2 separate regions of the Anser cygnoides genome follow, and region 2 is linked to region 1. Evidence: chromatin contacts called from public Hi-C data. All regions are on one chromosome and are shown on one strand. Each heading gives the region's core, a stretch centred on a gene start, on an enhancer-like site or on the middle of the called end of the contact. The rest is flanking DNA. Distances are from core to core; before and after follow the strand shown. Region 1 holds the start of EYA4 (EYA transcriptional coactivator and phosphatase 4). Region 2 has its middle 12 kb from the start of RPS12.

Region 1 (4,674 bases), core at 1,207-3,706:
TGCGAAGCCAGTAATACACACAAATCCTGCAAGAATAACCTTCAACTAAGCTTATTAGCAGTACAACCATATATACATAACTATTTATAGGTGCATATGCATTATCTGAACAAAGGTACCTAAAAGGTTAGTCAACATATTCCTCTTTTAGTTTTATTAAATTTGATTGAAGACCATTTGGTAACGCAAATACCAGAAACTTCAAAAGAAAACAGGAAGAACTGTTTAAGACGTAACCCAGCTAATGTTAGATGTCAAAACAGACAGGAAGAAGATAGAGAAACGTCAATCTGTATTTCCACTTACTCACAATCTGATACATAGTGTAGGTGTGCAAACATTTGTAACTCGGCAGCATTTCTGAGAAATACTTACAGGAAAAAGTCAAACCCATGGTAATTTTAGGAAACTGCTTTTTGAGCGTTAAGGAAATGAAACAATGAAAGAACCCCAGCTTTAATACAAGGTACAGTCTTCAAAAAATAAACAAATAAATATTGAGGTCAGACCAAAAAAAATATTTACTCCACGGTGAGAGAAGATGCTCGCTTTGCATACCTCACTGTAGCTCTAAACTGCTGCTTAGTTTACCTCGGACACAGTTTCTAGTCTTAGCAATTCTTTTCTGGTGTCCCACGCCCGCAAATAAAACCTCGGAGAAGTGAAAACACTGGTTTCTTACTGTTCTAGCACGATTTCGTGCTCAGATTCGAGCCAGCAGAGGCGCTCCCCGGGGTTGGGCAGGCGTGCGTCCCGGGAGCGTTGCAAGCAGCAGACACTTCACACCGCCACTTGCTGGGTCCCGGCGGCCCCCCGAGCGCCCCGCTACCAAGTCCTGCCCGCGGGATAGCGGCCGGGCAGCGGCGCGCCTCCCTGGCGCTGAGCAGCGCTCGCACAAACGCGGGTGAAACTTTAGACGCCGGTGACCGCTGGGCGCGGGGTCCCGCTGGCCTTGCGGGGGCTGCTCCCCTCGGCCGCGGTGACAGCCCGGGGGGGCAGCTCAGCGGCCGGCAGCCCTCGGGGTTTCGGGCACGGAGAACGGTGCCGGTGGCTCCCCTCGGGCACCCCCCGTGCCTGCTGCCGGCGAGCGGGCGGGCGCCCCCCGGTAGGGCCCGGCTGCCCTCTGCCGCTCCCCGTGCCCCGCTCCGGGGGCTGCGGGAGGCTCGGGCCGGGAGCAGTGCGGTGGCAGCCGGTGGAAGGGGGGCCAGGGCGGAGCGGCAGGGGCCGGCAGCCGCGGAGGGGCCGGCCGGGTGGGGAGGAAGGCAGCCGGCTCGCACCGGAGGGCGGATTTCTGCCGCTCGGCTCGCCCGGTGCCCGGGGCCACAGCCCGAGCCGGCTCCGCGGCCCCTTCCCACGGCGCTTGTTTCGCGGCAACGTTTTGTTTTGTCGGAAAACAATGCTAAATGAGCCCTAAACGCAAGCACCCGCTCACACCCATCCGCACGGACACGGGCACATGCGACAGCGAAGCGGCTCCCGGCACCTCTGAGGGGCGGGAGGGAGACACTCACCTTCTCGTAGCCGCCGGGATATGCCACTACCTTTATTTTATGGCCGCTCCTTATTTATTTATTCTCGTCCCTTCTCCGAGCCGAGGTTCCCCTTTTGCACTGTTCCTCTGGCAAAACCAGGACATCCCCCCTACAAGTCCCCGTCCCCCCCCCCCCCCACCCCACCCCCCCCCCACACACAAATAAAGCGCAACTCGGAGCAAAACGGGAGGGGAGACTCGGGGCGGGAGGGGGAGACGGAGGAGGAGGCTGGTGCGGGAGAAGCCAAACACTCTTCGCACTTCAGCGAGCGCAACCAGTTGCCTCTCACGCAACAGGCACGTAAGGAAGTTTCCCTGGCAAGGGACGGGACCTTGCTAAGGAAAGGTAACCCCCTCCCTGCCGAAAAGCCCGGTCCCGAAAGCGGGGAGCTGCGGGGCGAGGAGCGCAGCCCCGGGCGGTGCCGTGCACTTGTGCCGGGAGGCACCGGCCCGGCTGCCCCGCGGCTGCCGCCCGCCCCGGCACGGCACGGCACGGCTCGGCACGGCACGGCACGGCTCGGCAAGGCACTGTAGAGCCTGGGGGCTGCTCCGTCCTGCCGTGCCCTGACCCCGCACCTTCACTGTGCCTGCGGAGCGTTGGTGGGAGCAGAGGAAGGAAAAGGAGCTGAAGGGCCTGGGGCACTGACCCACTTGAGTCCGGGTACCAAAGCCAGCAGTTCACTTCTCCCGCCTGTCCCCTCTTGTTTGTTCTACAAAGAACCACCACAGTAAAGCGGTTCTGGCTTCTTGGGACGGTTGGTCTTCTTTGAAGGCTGACCGAGCACCACAGAGTACCCTTTTACGGGATGCGTTTGTCTCCCTCCTCTCAAGCTCGTCAGTGTGAATGGAGACACTTCCTGCTTGGAAGCTGAAGGCTGTTTTCTGCTGGAAGTTCAAAAGCTGTGTTTGGTCCTCTTCGCTACCCAGTGTGGATAAGGGGAGGAAAATCCCTGCCTAGTCACTTTTCACACTCTTACCATCAACCGTGTATTTCCTCTTGGGTTTCACTGGGTGGATTGGCTGGCTCTTGTTCAACCAGTTGCATCACCCTCTTTCTGTCAAGTAATTTTGCTCTTCAAAGGGATAAAGTCAAAAATTCAGAAGATGAATCAGAAGTTAGGCCCTATAGCTGGAGAGAATGACAGCAACATTCAGAGAAATGCCATGATCTTCAGAAGAAGCACGTCAGAAGCTTTTGAGCTCAGTGAATCACATGAAATGGGGGGGTGGGGGGGTGGGGGGGAAATTGCATACTCCTGAAGACTCTTTCCTACCTGCCTTCCATTTGCTTGGTCTTGCATTCAATGATACTATTCAAAGCATTACTTGACTGAAGCTGTCTGCCTTTGAATTTTATGATTTGCATCCAGTGAATTGTACAGACAATGGTCATCTTTCTCCTAAATAATTTCAGACTTCAGATGACTAAAACTTCATGAAAACAAGTCTATAAAAAACTTGTATTTGCTGTCTTGGGAGAGTCGCCACTCAGAAAGAGAACAGACTTGGAAAAATCTTTGACCTACACAAATACAGCTAGAAAAACATTTAAACTCAAAAAGCCCCCAAAAGCCAGCCTTCAAATTGACATAGTCTAGGACAAGCCAGAAAAAAAAAAAAAAAAAGGAAAAAGAAAGTGAATTTTGAAACTGGAAGTTTAGAGAGCAACTGGCAGGGGGAAGAACTCAGATTTGCAGAAAATAATTGCAATTGACAGCCCTGCTACAGAGTATCAGTTGTGACTCACACCAGCACCCATCTTGCTAACAGACTCCTTCTGTAGGAAAACGTGCTAACAGCCCGTTCCTTTTGAGAGGACTTTTGTGAACAGCAGTGCTCTAATATGAGGCACTTGAACACGATAATGAAGGTTTTCTGAAGTCTGGTTTCCTTCCACTTTACTTCAATGAAGCAAATTCCTGCTACAGGGAACTGTCACCAAGTAACCTGGCTTGTTTTAATGTTTTAATAGACATACCACTTTAAAGCAAACTTTTAACCATCTGTTGCACCCCCTCTTAAAATGTAAGATGCAGGTGACTTAACAAGATTACACATAATTTTTGTTGATGTAACCAGTTTCAGATTGAGGAGGGGTGGGAGAACCTCACTGCTGTTACCTGGCACAAGGCAAATCTCCCAATAAAGGGCCTAGACTTGCTGTCATTGAACATCATTGCTCTTTTGCTATAGATTTCGCTGAAAGCAGGCAGGGTCCCATACAAAATCAATGGGCCTTTGGCCTGGGACAGGTGCGCTGAAGGAAGTCCTGCAGAAACTGTTATCATAAATGCACACTAATTTTTGGCAGTGGTTTATTGCAAATATGACTTTTCTGGGTAGTAATTAGATGATGATTTTGGTTACATTGGTGCCGTTGGGCTGAAGAAAATTCCAGTGCTTAATGGAAGTGACCTCAGTAGGCTCCAAGTCCAAAATCTAGTGCAGTGCACTGGGTCTTATAAATGACTCTGTGTGACCATATAGAGCCCTGCGTGGAGAAGGTCATGCTAGAAATAGTCCTAGCGGAGCCCAAGGAAAGGCTGTAGGATCCACTTTTACACAAGAATAGAAGAATAATACCTTATCCATTTAAAGCTACAGGGGAATGTAAGTAGGCAGGATGTAATTATCTAGACTGGTATTTGGCCAGGCACTCCTACACTTGCAAAAAGTACCATAGGGTGTTTAATGACTGCAAGTGTTCGATATTCTTGGTTTTACTTCTTATATAAAGACAGCATTTGTGATCATATATACTTCATGCTTGTTCAATACTGAGTCAGCAGAAGAATTTTGCCCTGTACAAATACCACTTCATACAGTAACTTGGAATTTCCTTGCAGGTCTTCCATGCAAGTACCATAGGCCCAACCCTCCTTACCTTGTGAAGGCTAATGAGATTACAGCCATAAATAGTATGGTTCCAGATAATCATGTTTGCACATGTTATTACAAACAGTAAGGTTTAGAATCTTTATAAATAATTTTGAAACAAAACCAATATGCTTTTAGATTGCATCTCAGTAACAAAAGGGTATTTTTTGTTGTTGTTTAGTTGGCTGACTTTTTTTTTTTTCTTTTTAAGCAACTATACTTAGACACTCTAAGATAATCAAGTGATCGACTGCTACTATTTTGGC
Region 2 (4,674 bases), core at 661-3,160, 220 kb after region 1:
GCACCTCTCTGGGTTCTTTTAGTATTCCTAGGTGTATGTCTGCCATATCCTTTCCTATCAGGAATGCCCCACAGGATGAGACCAATGATCCACTTGCCCCGTTTTGTCTCACACAGTGGTTGTTGCAGAAGTTGTTCAGGGAGAGCAGACAGAACGAGACTATCTGAGGTCCAATCTTCATACTCCTCCTGCATCCTGCTATTAGATTAGGAACATCATAAGCAATATCCCTACCTATTCCCAAAAGTATCTGATTTGCACCTTTTATCCATTAATTTGTCTAATACATTTTGAATTTCTTGATATGTGTTGACTTCATACTTTCTTGCAATAGTAAGTTGCACAAGTTTATCAAATGCTTTGAAGAAAGACACTTTTTAAAATCTATTTTAAATTGTCTCCTATCAGTTTCAATTCACATCCCCAAAATGGTATTATAGGACCTGGTATGTAAGTTTAGCATTCATTTTCTGCACTGCCTTCTTGATCTGGTAAATCAACCAGAACCCTTTTGAACCTTACTCTCCAAATTGAAGTGAGAGCATACGCCTGGTGTTACATCCCCTTAATAACTTTAGATGTTTTTTGTTTGTTTGTTTGTTTTTCTCATGTCTTTATTACACTCTTCTCAAAGTGTGGAGATCAACTACATGCAGCACTCAAGATGTGGGTGTACAAAGATTTTCTACAGTGGCAAAATGATGTCTTTGGTTGTGTTCTCAGTACCCTCCTGATATGGGTAATTTTGGCTGCAGCTGAATATTGAGCCAATGATGACAAAGAGCTGCTAACTCAGCATGACTTGGATTATTCTAAATAACCACAAAGTTGTTTTGGAGACACCCAAATTAAGTCCAGACAAGTGACTAGACTAACACAACACGGGATAATACTATGCAGAGATACATGCTTAAGCCCTGGAAGATAACTCCATTAATGGAGTTCACAAACTCCTAGATTTACAGTACTACACTCAGCTAGGTTGTCTACAATTACAGTGCATTGGATAAAAAGAACAGTCCAACAGTCTCTCCCATGCTTCTAAAACGTTTTCAGAATGATACCTCTCTTTTGAGTAGCTCTCCCCTCTACTTCCAAGACGACCAGAGCACTGTATGCACTGTGAACATCTCAATTATCAATAAAAATCAGTGACTAACAAATTCTCCCCAATTTAAAACTTGTTTTCAATCACTGAGAAAAATTACCAGTACTCCATATGAAGGCCAACGCATAGCTATTATGTGACAGCAGAGAATGAGAAGTATGAACTACTTCCTCCTCACCCAATGCCGCATGTCTTCTCCCTCCCCGTGTACACCACTGATGCACCTCAAAAAATATTTATGAGTTCTCATTCAAGTACTTCAGCTGATAAATTTAATATCACATTCCCTGGGGTAAGCAAAAAATAAAATATTGCATTGGCTTTTGCACATGTGGAGATTATATTACTTTACAATGAAACCCAGCAAGCTGCATGTTACAGTTTTTACCACAATCTCCTTGGTAGGAATGTTTCAAATACATTGCATATGTGTGAATACAATATAAGCATACTGAAATGCTTTGAACGCTGTAATACATCAGACACTTGAGGGAGCAGAGACAAAAAAAAAAAAAAAATAATGCTTTCACCTATCCTGGCTCTTAAATCTGTGTAATCTGTTAAATGCTTCGTTTGACACTGGTGTTTTCTAGTCCCATACAGTGCTACTTAGCTAGCCAATGTACAAAGCAAATTTCTAAACAATTGACTACTCAAACATATCCCCAAAACCTCCGCAAATTTTCTGGCTAATTCATTAAATAAGATGTCTCTGTGAAAGCAAGCGAGCAGACAATACCGCTTGCTCTGTGCATTACAGCTCCGAGAAAAACAGATTAGAGTCACAGCTGTACAACAAAGCCCTCTGGTTTATGCAAACGCGTTTCTACACGCCGTAAAAGCCGAAGCATCTGACTCATTTGGATTTTACAAGGCTGCAGTGCTGGAAAATATGCATAAAAATCGACAGCATTCAAAGGCGTTAGAGAGTTTCAGTCCCCCGTTTGTTCGCTCCGCGGCCGGCCCGGCGGGACCAGCGCAGCACCTGCCGCCGCCCCTCCCCAGGCCGCTGCCGGGCCGCGGCCGCCCCGTGCCCGCAGCACGGCCGCCATCTTGTGTCGCAGCCGGGCAGCGCCGCGCCGCCACGGCGCCGCTCCAAAACGGCGCTGGGTTAAACACCCAGAGGCGAGCATTTACCAAAAAAACATATAAAGAACAAAATTAGCAACCCAACCGACGTTATCCGTGCTAAATATCTCACTCGCCCAAGCTGGTCGTGGTGGCGCCATGCGCACGCTGGTTTGCCTCAGTACCACAGTGACTGATGGGTCAAACTGTCTTCAGCTTCATTCGTCTGAGACTCCTGTATGCTTTATTTCTCAGAAATAAAGTAACTTTCTGTGCTTAAAGCAAGGTTTCAATAGTTGTGAATGTCTGGCAGTTCCACAGAACAAGGCTCAGGCAAGCTGGGGCACCCAGAAAATAAACACGCATCACCCTCTGTGAACATTTCCGAGTGATTTGCCTAAGAGGAGCTCAACATAGGAGCTCTCATAGGAGCTCAACGGCAGAGGTAAAATCTACATCACCATTTTTAACCACAAAACCATAGGTGGCTTTTTTATTTTTTATTATTTATATATACATATATACATATAAAGCAGCCTGTGGAGGACTAGTTTGCTTACTAGTTGAGAGAATATTTTACCCCCTTTTGCTACCAGCTGAAAGCTGGAAAGTAAGGGGTGACAATTGTTCAGAGTGTTGATCTAAATCCAAATCTCAATTAGATGCTCCATTTAAAAACAAACTTGCACATTTTTGGCAGCCTCAAACAATAACATTAGGCCTGAACTGTTACTGGGATTCAGAGATAATTTCTCTTAACTAAAAAATAAAGCACAATCAGGATAATGTGACATTCTCTACGCTGTTGCCCAAGTTTTATTAGTTCAAAAGATAAAAACATTTAAGGTTCCCAGGACAGATGCATTAGCTAGTGCAAATGTAGCTGATGCAATGAACTAATACCAACAAAAGAGATCCGAATTGTGCAACTAGCATGTAATCACAAGCTGAAAAGGAAACATTTTCCAACTCACTTCAGAACAAAATGTTCCTGCATATTGCTTCAGCCTTCTAACAGATTTGCTATGAGGACTTGTTTTCAATTGTTGCAGTATGTGTGGCCATCCAGGACTTTTTTTTTTTTTTTTTTTCCAAATACAGAAGAGATACATACATAAGGTGGAGCAGAAGGAAATACTGCTTTTGTCTATACGTCTATATTACTCTGAAAGAACAGCTATCACCAGTGTGCTGCTTGCCTCCTCTCCAAAAAGTGCCTTGTGAAGAGGCTACAGGTTGTGAACAGCTTGCCTGCAGATGCTGGCATTCTGGGGAACATGGGATCCTGAGCTGTAAGCGGCAAGGTGCACCTTCCTTCATGAAGGCAGGGAGCACATGCCAAAGAAGAGAAGAGGAACAGTTGGGCCTGGATGTTCCCAAAAGAAACACACCTGCTCAGGATACATCCCCCCAGTGCAAAACTCCTCCATGATCGTATATGAATCCTTTTTGAGTCACTACACAAGCAATTAACAAATCCATCTCTATCCTTAAATAGTCTGGGAGAACAGATTGAGGCAGACCAATTCACCAAAGAATATTAAACCTTTAGGTAGCGCTCCCCATTTCTGAAGAGGTTTAGCCCTTGTCATCCTTCTATGTAGACATCATGAAAACAGAAACCTTTTGTGAAAACCTGGAAAACAATAGCAAAGTAACCTTGCAGGCACTTAAAAGGAGCTTGTCACAAATGTGATGCTGAGCATATGAAAAAAATATTTATTTATTGACACTATTGAACAGCATTCCAACAATTGTTTTGCAGTCTAAGCAACAAATAAATGAAGTAAGTCTGTATCAGAAAAGGCCCTGACAAATGCAAGATGAGCACCTTGTGCATCATACAGGAATGGGTTCACACCATGGTTCACATCAAGAAGGCCCACCTGGAGATAAACAAAGAGAGGGAGATTGCTCCAAGGTGGTGAGAGAAATTGTATGTTAAACTGCAAACAAGGAGTCAGGAATGTGAAGAATTATGGCAAAACTGAAATACAGATGCCATCTCATAGGCTTGAAGGCCAGAAAAATGACACTACTGTTTGCAATGATCAGAAAAGGATCAAGATAATGCTACTCTTAAGAGGCAATATTAAAAGATGTCATGATGAGTTTGAAACAGATGGTTAGATAGTCATGAGGAAACAGATTAATCTGAGATTTTGATTTGGATATAAAATATACACATGAAATGGAAGGGTAAAAGTCAGTCAATGCAGAAATGGGATTTGAATTTATATGTATTAAAAGGTATAGCAGCTTGCTAAATTCCATGCACATGAAAGTATCTTATATGTGTGCTGACATACATTGTATTTTTCTACCCTGAAAGAAGCAACGCTGAAGAGTGTTACTTGAATATTGTCCACTCAAATGGGGGGGAAGAAAAAAAATATATATATATATATTTACCATATCTTGTATTGATATACAAACACCTTTTATATGTGGTATCTGAGGGTGTTTCATTTTTTGTGGATGAGTTCTATAATGCATGA

The links. Hi-C and Micro-C count contacts between places; a contact is called where the count stands out from the background.
Region 2: a contact with region 1 is called in a Hi-C map of liver, with 2.7 times the contacts expected there. The contact joins the enhancer-like site here to the promoter of EYA4 in region 1. A contact is called at or near these places in 2 of 7 Hi-C or Micro-C datasets (granulosa cells and liver).

Annotation. Positions count from the first base shown.
Region 1 is chr3:62,228,237-62,232,910 of Taihu_goose_T2T_genome, forward strand. It overlaps EYA4 (EYA transcriptional coactivator and phosphatase 4), which reads right to left and starts at 2,457. Exons shown (of 20, transcript XM_066994266.1): 1 at 2,179-2,457.
Region 2 is chr3:62,448,216-62,452,889 of Taihu_goose_T2T_genome, forward strand. No RefSeq gene overlaps it. Among named protein-coding and RNA genes, the nearest start is that of RPS12, 12 kb to the right of the region's middle. Within about 2 kb of position 1,911, at least 1 of the 3 cell types and tissues checked has open chromatin away from gene starts, as enhancers often do.